Regions from separate parts of the Gossypium arboreum genome. Here region 1 is linked to region 2. Evidence: chromatin contacts called from public Hi-C data. All regions are on one chromosome and are shown on one strand. The core of a region is the stretch at or near the end of the contact, and the rest is flanking DNA. Distances in the headings are between cores, read along the strand shown.

What was found. A called contact is a pair of places that touch in the nucleus more often than the background predicts.
Region 1: a contact with region 2 is called in a Hi-C map of leaf, with 4 times the contacts expected there. The contact joins the promoter of LOC108467245 here to the promoter of LOC108466541 in region 2. A contact is called at or near these places in 2 of 5 Hi-C or Micro-C datasets (both in leaf).

Annotation. Positions count from the first base shown.
Region 1 is chr2:80,821,510-80,824,600 of ASM2569848v2, forward strand. It overlaps LOC108467245 (F-box protein SKIP28), which reads left to right and starts at 1,732. Exons shown (of 2, transcript XM_017767834.2): 1 at 1,732-2,251; 2 at 2,481-3,091. The coding sequence starts at 1,901. The coding sequence ends at 3,080. It also overlaps the pseudogene LOC108466849.
Region 2 is chr2:80,563,672-80,566,720 of ASM2569848v2, forward strand. LOC108466541 (protein PLANT CADMIUM RESISTANCE 2-like) reads right to left here and starts at 1,646. Exons shown (of 4, transcript XM_017766905.2): 1 at 744-1,646; 2 at 574-645; 3 at 276-488; 4 at 1-175. The coding sequence starts at 930. The coding sequence ends at 90. LOC108466567 (protein PLANT CADMIUM RESISTANCE 2-like) reads right to left here. Exons shown (of 4, transcript XM_017766944.2): 1 at 2,758-3,049; 2 at 2,539-2,610; 3 at 2,242-2,454; 4 at 1,779-2,125. The coding sequence starts at 2,935. The coding sequence ends at 2,040.

The DNA of each region.
Region 1 (3,091 bases), core at 482-2,981, 260 kb after region 2:
TAAGAAGGCATATTAAGTGGAGGGGTTTGAATGCAAATTCAAGGAGTCTTCAAGAGTCGTTTTGCAAGCCAAATAATCATCCAAACAAGCTGATTGGGTCAACATGTGGGACGGTTTTGGGCAGCCCAGTGCTCAGTTGGATTAGTTTTCTTAGTTCAGCTTAACTGGGCCTCTTTTCATAATTAATTAATAATAATTATTTAAGCCAAAATAATTTGGATTAAAATTAGAATTAATTATATTATGAATTAATATTCATAATTTGGACCATCTTAAGCTGAAAAATTAATTTGCCTTGATGCTTCGAAAAATTGCTTCTCGGTTTTGTGCTTTCAGTAGTGTCTACCGAGTCGTTTTTCGCCCTTTGTGCAAATCTATCAAAAATAAACTAAAATTTAATATAAAATTAATTAAAATTCAACATGTTCAGACTTTAAGTGCAATTTAATTATTTTATAATTATTATATATTTTCGACAAGAATTTTATTGAAACTACATGAATTTGAGTATAAAAGGGCATGAAAAAGTGTGTATATTTTCGTGTTTTCATAATTAATCAAAAGACAAATTTTTTATCATTGGTCAAAAGTTATATATAATTTAATTTTTGAAAATAATTATAACTATTCAAACAATATTACTTGAATAGTTATAAAATTAAAGAATAATTATTATTTTTTATTTATTCATAAAGACACCTGTCTAAAGATGTCTATATGAAGAGACATAAAAAATTTTTATAAATAATAATGGGATTTCATTTGGAAATTACACCACCAAATTCTAAAAATATCTTTTTATTTTCAGTGCTTGGTGGACTATTCTTGTCAGTGCAAAACGCAAATAGTCATTGATTTTATTATATCCTGAAGCATAATTTGCTTGAAACTCGTTTGCTAGATAGAGACGAATATAACTTAAAGATAGTGGCTTGATACATACTTAGATCCTTATCTTATTTCTACTTTTTCTATTCGAATTCCATTCATGTGTTCGAAATTTTCCTCACAGAGATTTGTACTAACATAGTTATATTTATAAGGTAGACATTACAGCCAGAATGATCAACGGCGGCAAGGAACTTAACAGACTAGCAAGGAAGTGGCAGAAAATGACAGTGAAGGGGAGAAAGAGTTTATTTACCGGGGACATCCAAGCAAAAGTTATAGCAGGCGGTGTCGATGAATCACCGGTGGCTGAAACAGGTCATTTTGTCATCTACACAGCAGATCAGAAGCGGCATCATGTGCCCTTGTCATATCTCAGCAACAACATATTTGTTGAACTCTTAAAGCTTTTCGGAGGAAGAGTTTGGTCTATCAAGTCTTGGTCCTATAACGTTGCCCTGTGATTCGGCCTTGCTCGAATACATGATCTTCATTGTTGGACAAGAGTTGGATAGACACCAGGAGAAAGCTCTGTGTAGGTCCATATCTCCAAGTTGCTACTCCCTTTGCACATCTTTGCATCAAGGACGGACATGTCAACAGTGACTTGTTTGTGGATGGTGAACAACTTACAGTTGAAAAATGTAAATGATTGAAACTACCATAGTGTAATTATAGAAGGTGTTTAACACAACAATCTTAAGATCAGATTATAATCAGTTTAACATTTTTTTTTTTTTTAGTTTAATGTTCCATTTTTTCTTAAAACTAACAAAAAAAAAAGAACTTAGTCGTATGGTTGAATTTAAAGCTAGTCAACTATGGAGCAAATCCTTTGAGGGCAAGAAAAATGGATTACATATTTTGACAAACTCACAGTTCAACCCCTTCCTCCCTCCTGTCAACATCTTCTTTTTATTTCTCCTTTAGTTTAGGGCATATTTTGGTCGCTTATTTGTTAAGGAATTATATTCTCTATATATAATCTAGACAGTTCTTTCATCAAAACAATATGGAGATTGCAAAGAGCATGGAACTTGCAACCCTTTCACATAAACAATCCAGTTTTGCAGGGCCACCCCATGAGACTTTGTTTCTTGTCCTAGCCTACCTTCCATTATTTGAACTTCTGTCCATGAGTGAAGTTTGCAGGTCACTGAGAGATGCAGTGGAAAAGGATGTACTCCCATGGCTAAACATCATCGTTGAAAGGCCTTTGAGCTTGAGGTTGTCAGATGAGATTCTGATGAAAATTGCTTCAAAGGCAAATGGTAGGCTAAGAACCTTGGTTCTCATGTACTGTGCCAAAATTACAGATGATGGGCTTCAAAGGGTAATCGACCAAAACCCTCTTATCAGTAAGGTACGAATTTTTTTATTATTTTCTTTTTTTCCAAATATCCTTCCTTTTAGGATATGGAATGGATAAGATTTCAATGGCAGGGTTTCGTTTTCCTCTATCTTATATATGTGTGGAACAAAAACAACCAGACTCAACTCTAAATTATGATTTTCTTTCCCCTGCAGTAAATACTACTTGTGTAATAAAGACATTAATATAAACTAAGAAGTTGTTTTATATATTGATTCAGCTTCACATACCAGGTTGCACTGGCTTAACCCCTGATGGAGTAATAAGAGCTCTGCAGAAGCTATCCGACTTCCAAGATGGCCTAAAAAGCCTTTGGATAAACGGCATTGCCAACATGAAGAAAGAACACCTCGAAAGGCTTCAATTTTACCTCCAAACAAACCAAAAACTGCAGCAGATTCAGCAAAAGAGACAGCCTCTCTTATATCATAATTACAGAAGGTTGCAAGCATATAGATGGGAAGAACTTGGGAGAGTTATTGATGTGGAACTTTGTCCCAAATGCAATGAAGTAAGGGTTGTATTTGATTGTCCTAGAGAGGAATGTAAAAGGAAGGCAGAGAATTCAATGACTGGATGTAGGATGTGCATGTTCTGCATTCCAAGGTGTGAAGAATGTGGCAAGTGTGTCGAAACTGGAGACTTGGAAGAAACTGTTTGTGCTGATACTCTTTGCCCAGATTGTTGGATTCAGCTTCCCAAATGCAATTTCTGTAATAAGCCATGCTGTACTCAACATGCCAACATGCAGATAGCTTCAACCGGTTCAATAGGGTGGATTTGTAGTGTTTGCCATGATAAGTCTGATGATTTTGAATAAATTTGAGAGAG
Region 2 (3,049 bases), core at 396-2,895:
TTTTTCTTTTTGGTCCAAATCCTTTTGTCTCAACTCAACAATCAACATGCACGTAGATATGGCCATTTAGAAAAGAGAATCATCATTGTTTATCGTTTCATCCCATCTTCCACCACCGGAGGCATTGACATTTGCATAGCACGATTTCGCATATTCTCCATGTTCGCATGCCATCCTGTATAAAATCAGGTAATGAAGAGAGAAATGTAGATATATAAAATGATAATATTTAATGGAGTGAAAAGAAGGCTTAAAAATGTAAATTAATAACGTACCAATGTACATATCGAAGCCACGGCTTTTAAGCTCGCGGTATTCTTGACACAAGGCGCAGACCTCGCAGCAAAGATGAAGGCACCAATCTGGGTACGGTGTCTCTGCCAACATGTATTGATTCCTCATTCTTGAGCGATAGAAGCATGAGTACATACAAGCTAGCCCCGACATCCAAAATATTATTGAGTACAGAACTCCACTTGCTAGGCATGCTGCAACTCACGCATTCAAATAACTAACTAAAACACCAAGCCAATTAACTTTAAACCAAAAAGAAGAAAAAAAGAAGAAGCTTACAGACTGATCCATTATCGACAATCTCAGCAATCTGTCCGAAGGTGATGCAAGGACAAAAACATGTGATGATACCTAAAAAAAACATTTCAATATGATAACAAATTCCCATTTTCGGGTTCCAAAAAAATTTAAAAAAATAATAGAAGGAAAAGGAAAAAGGAAAAGCTTACAGTTTGGAATATCGTAGCAGCAATCACAGAGTCCTGTAGACCACAGGACTTTCCCAGCAGGGTGCATGTAATAGTTTTGATTACGCATTTGCTGGTTTGGGTCAGCAACAGGAGCGAAAGGTGGTGGAGCCGGTTGCCCATACTGATAAGGTGCTGGTGGCCATTGTGGATGTTCTGTTGGGAACATGGCGATGGTGGGTGGGTGTTCTATTAAAGAGTTACCCTATTAATTCAATACAGAAAAAGAAGACGAATGGATGGATGTTGAAAGGCTTTTGAAATCTATTGGGGGGGGGGGGGGTGGGTGGGGAAAGAAACCTATTCAACGAGAACAGATTTCCTCTGCTCCCCTTTGGTGTCCGTCTTTCTGATTCTTCTTTCTTCTTTTTTTACCGACAGATTTCGTTTCCTCTTTTTTTTGGGGCTCCAATTCTAAATATTATTTCGACACGTGTTGAAAGTTATTTGTTGTTTATAAACACTTCATTTATTTATTTATTTATTTTAACATATATGATAAAAAACAACCATTGAATGGACACCAAAAGAGGCACGAAATGAGGAAGAGAAATGGGTTTATACTGAAACTTTGCAAGACAAGTCTGCTGAATGTCTTTAATTAATCTACACCCATTTCTAACCAAATATGCCAAACCTTTTTCTATGTAATTTTCAGTTAAATCACCAAACGTTTTACCACCTTGAGATATTCTAAAATCACCTGTTTTGTTTACCAAACCATGACAACCTAATTACAACCAAAATGGTTTCTTTTTGCTTAATATTAATATATATTTAATTAATGAAGGAAATAATAAAATATTTACAGCTAGATTTTTTAAATTTCTTTTTCTTTCAATTCCCAATACTTTTTTTTTATTTAGATTAAATATAAATTAATTCCCCTTTACCTATTTTATCAAATTTATTGTACCAAGGGACTATCCCAGCAGGCTGTATGTAATTTTGAGTAGGTTTTATTTGAGGTAATGGCAAACCAGTTGCCCAAAGTAATGAAATGCTTATATATAGATATTTTAATTTCAAAAAAAAAAAAATGTGATATTTCATCGCAGCTAATGTAATATATCAAATGTACAAGACTTTAATATATAATGACGACACTCAACCTCACTCACATCAAATGAAAGACTTAATCGAAAACCGTCCTAAATATAGGTGCGAATATCTTTTTCATGCCACTTCTCCATCATTGGAGCCACAGTGGCATCACATGAATAATAACAACAATAATAAAATAAATATCATAGAGAACCATCCAAAATATAGATGAAATTATCTTTTCATGTCACTTTCCATCACCGGAGCCGATGGCATTTGGAGGCCTTGATTTTGCTGCCTCGCCATATTTCCATGCCATCCTACATATTTCAAACCAAAAGACAAATAAGACCATATGGAAATGCATGGAATTAAGTGAAAATTTAAAATAAAGTATTTCTTTTCTTCAAAATAAAAATAAAAATAAAAATAGTACCAAGGGACATGTCGAAGCCACGGTTTTTGAGCTCGCGATATTCTTGACACAAGGCGCAGGCCTCGCAGCAAAAATGAAGGCAGCAATCGTTGCAAGGCCTATCTTCCAACATGTATTCACTCCTCATCCTGGAACGATAGAAGCAGGAGTATATGCAAGGACACCCCGTCAATATTCCAATTAATGCGTACAGTGCTCCACTTACTCCGCATGCTGCACCATTTTTTACATATTAACCCACCGCCCTTTCTTCCTTATAACTTGCATCTTATTCAATCCAAAAAAAAAAAAACTTACGGGTTGATCCATGGTCGACGATCTCAGCAATTTGTCCAAAAGTGATGCAAGGACACCAACATGTGAGGCAACCTGTAAAAATTCAATTAAATAAAGTAAGTACAAAAAAAAAAAAGAAAACAATGATGAGAGTAACTTAAAATCTCAAAAAGAAAGACTATTTTGGGTTTAGACAGGAACAAAAAAGGATGAGAGGTTTAATAGAAAGGAAAAGCTTACAGCTAGGAAGATCAGAGCAGCAATCACAGAGTCCGGTGGACCAAGGGACGTTCCTAGGCGGTTGCGTGTAATTTTGCTGAGGATATTGAGGGTTAATGGGAACACCAGTTACTGGAGCTTCTTGCACAAAGTGATGAGGATTTGCGGAGGTTGATTGGTTCGTGGGGTTTTTGGTCATGACTGCAGATGTTGTGTTCTTCAGACTTAACTTCCTGAAGGAAAAATAAAGTTGAAGGCTTCCAGGGAAAACAAAGATGACAGGTTTATGTTTATATATGGAAAGTTGAAACAA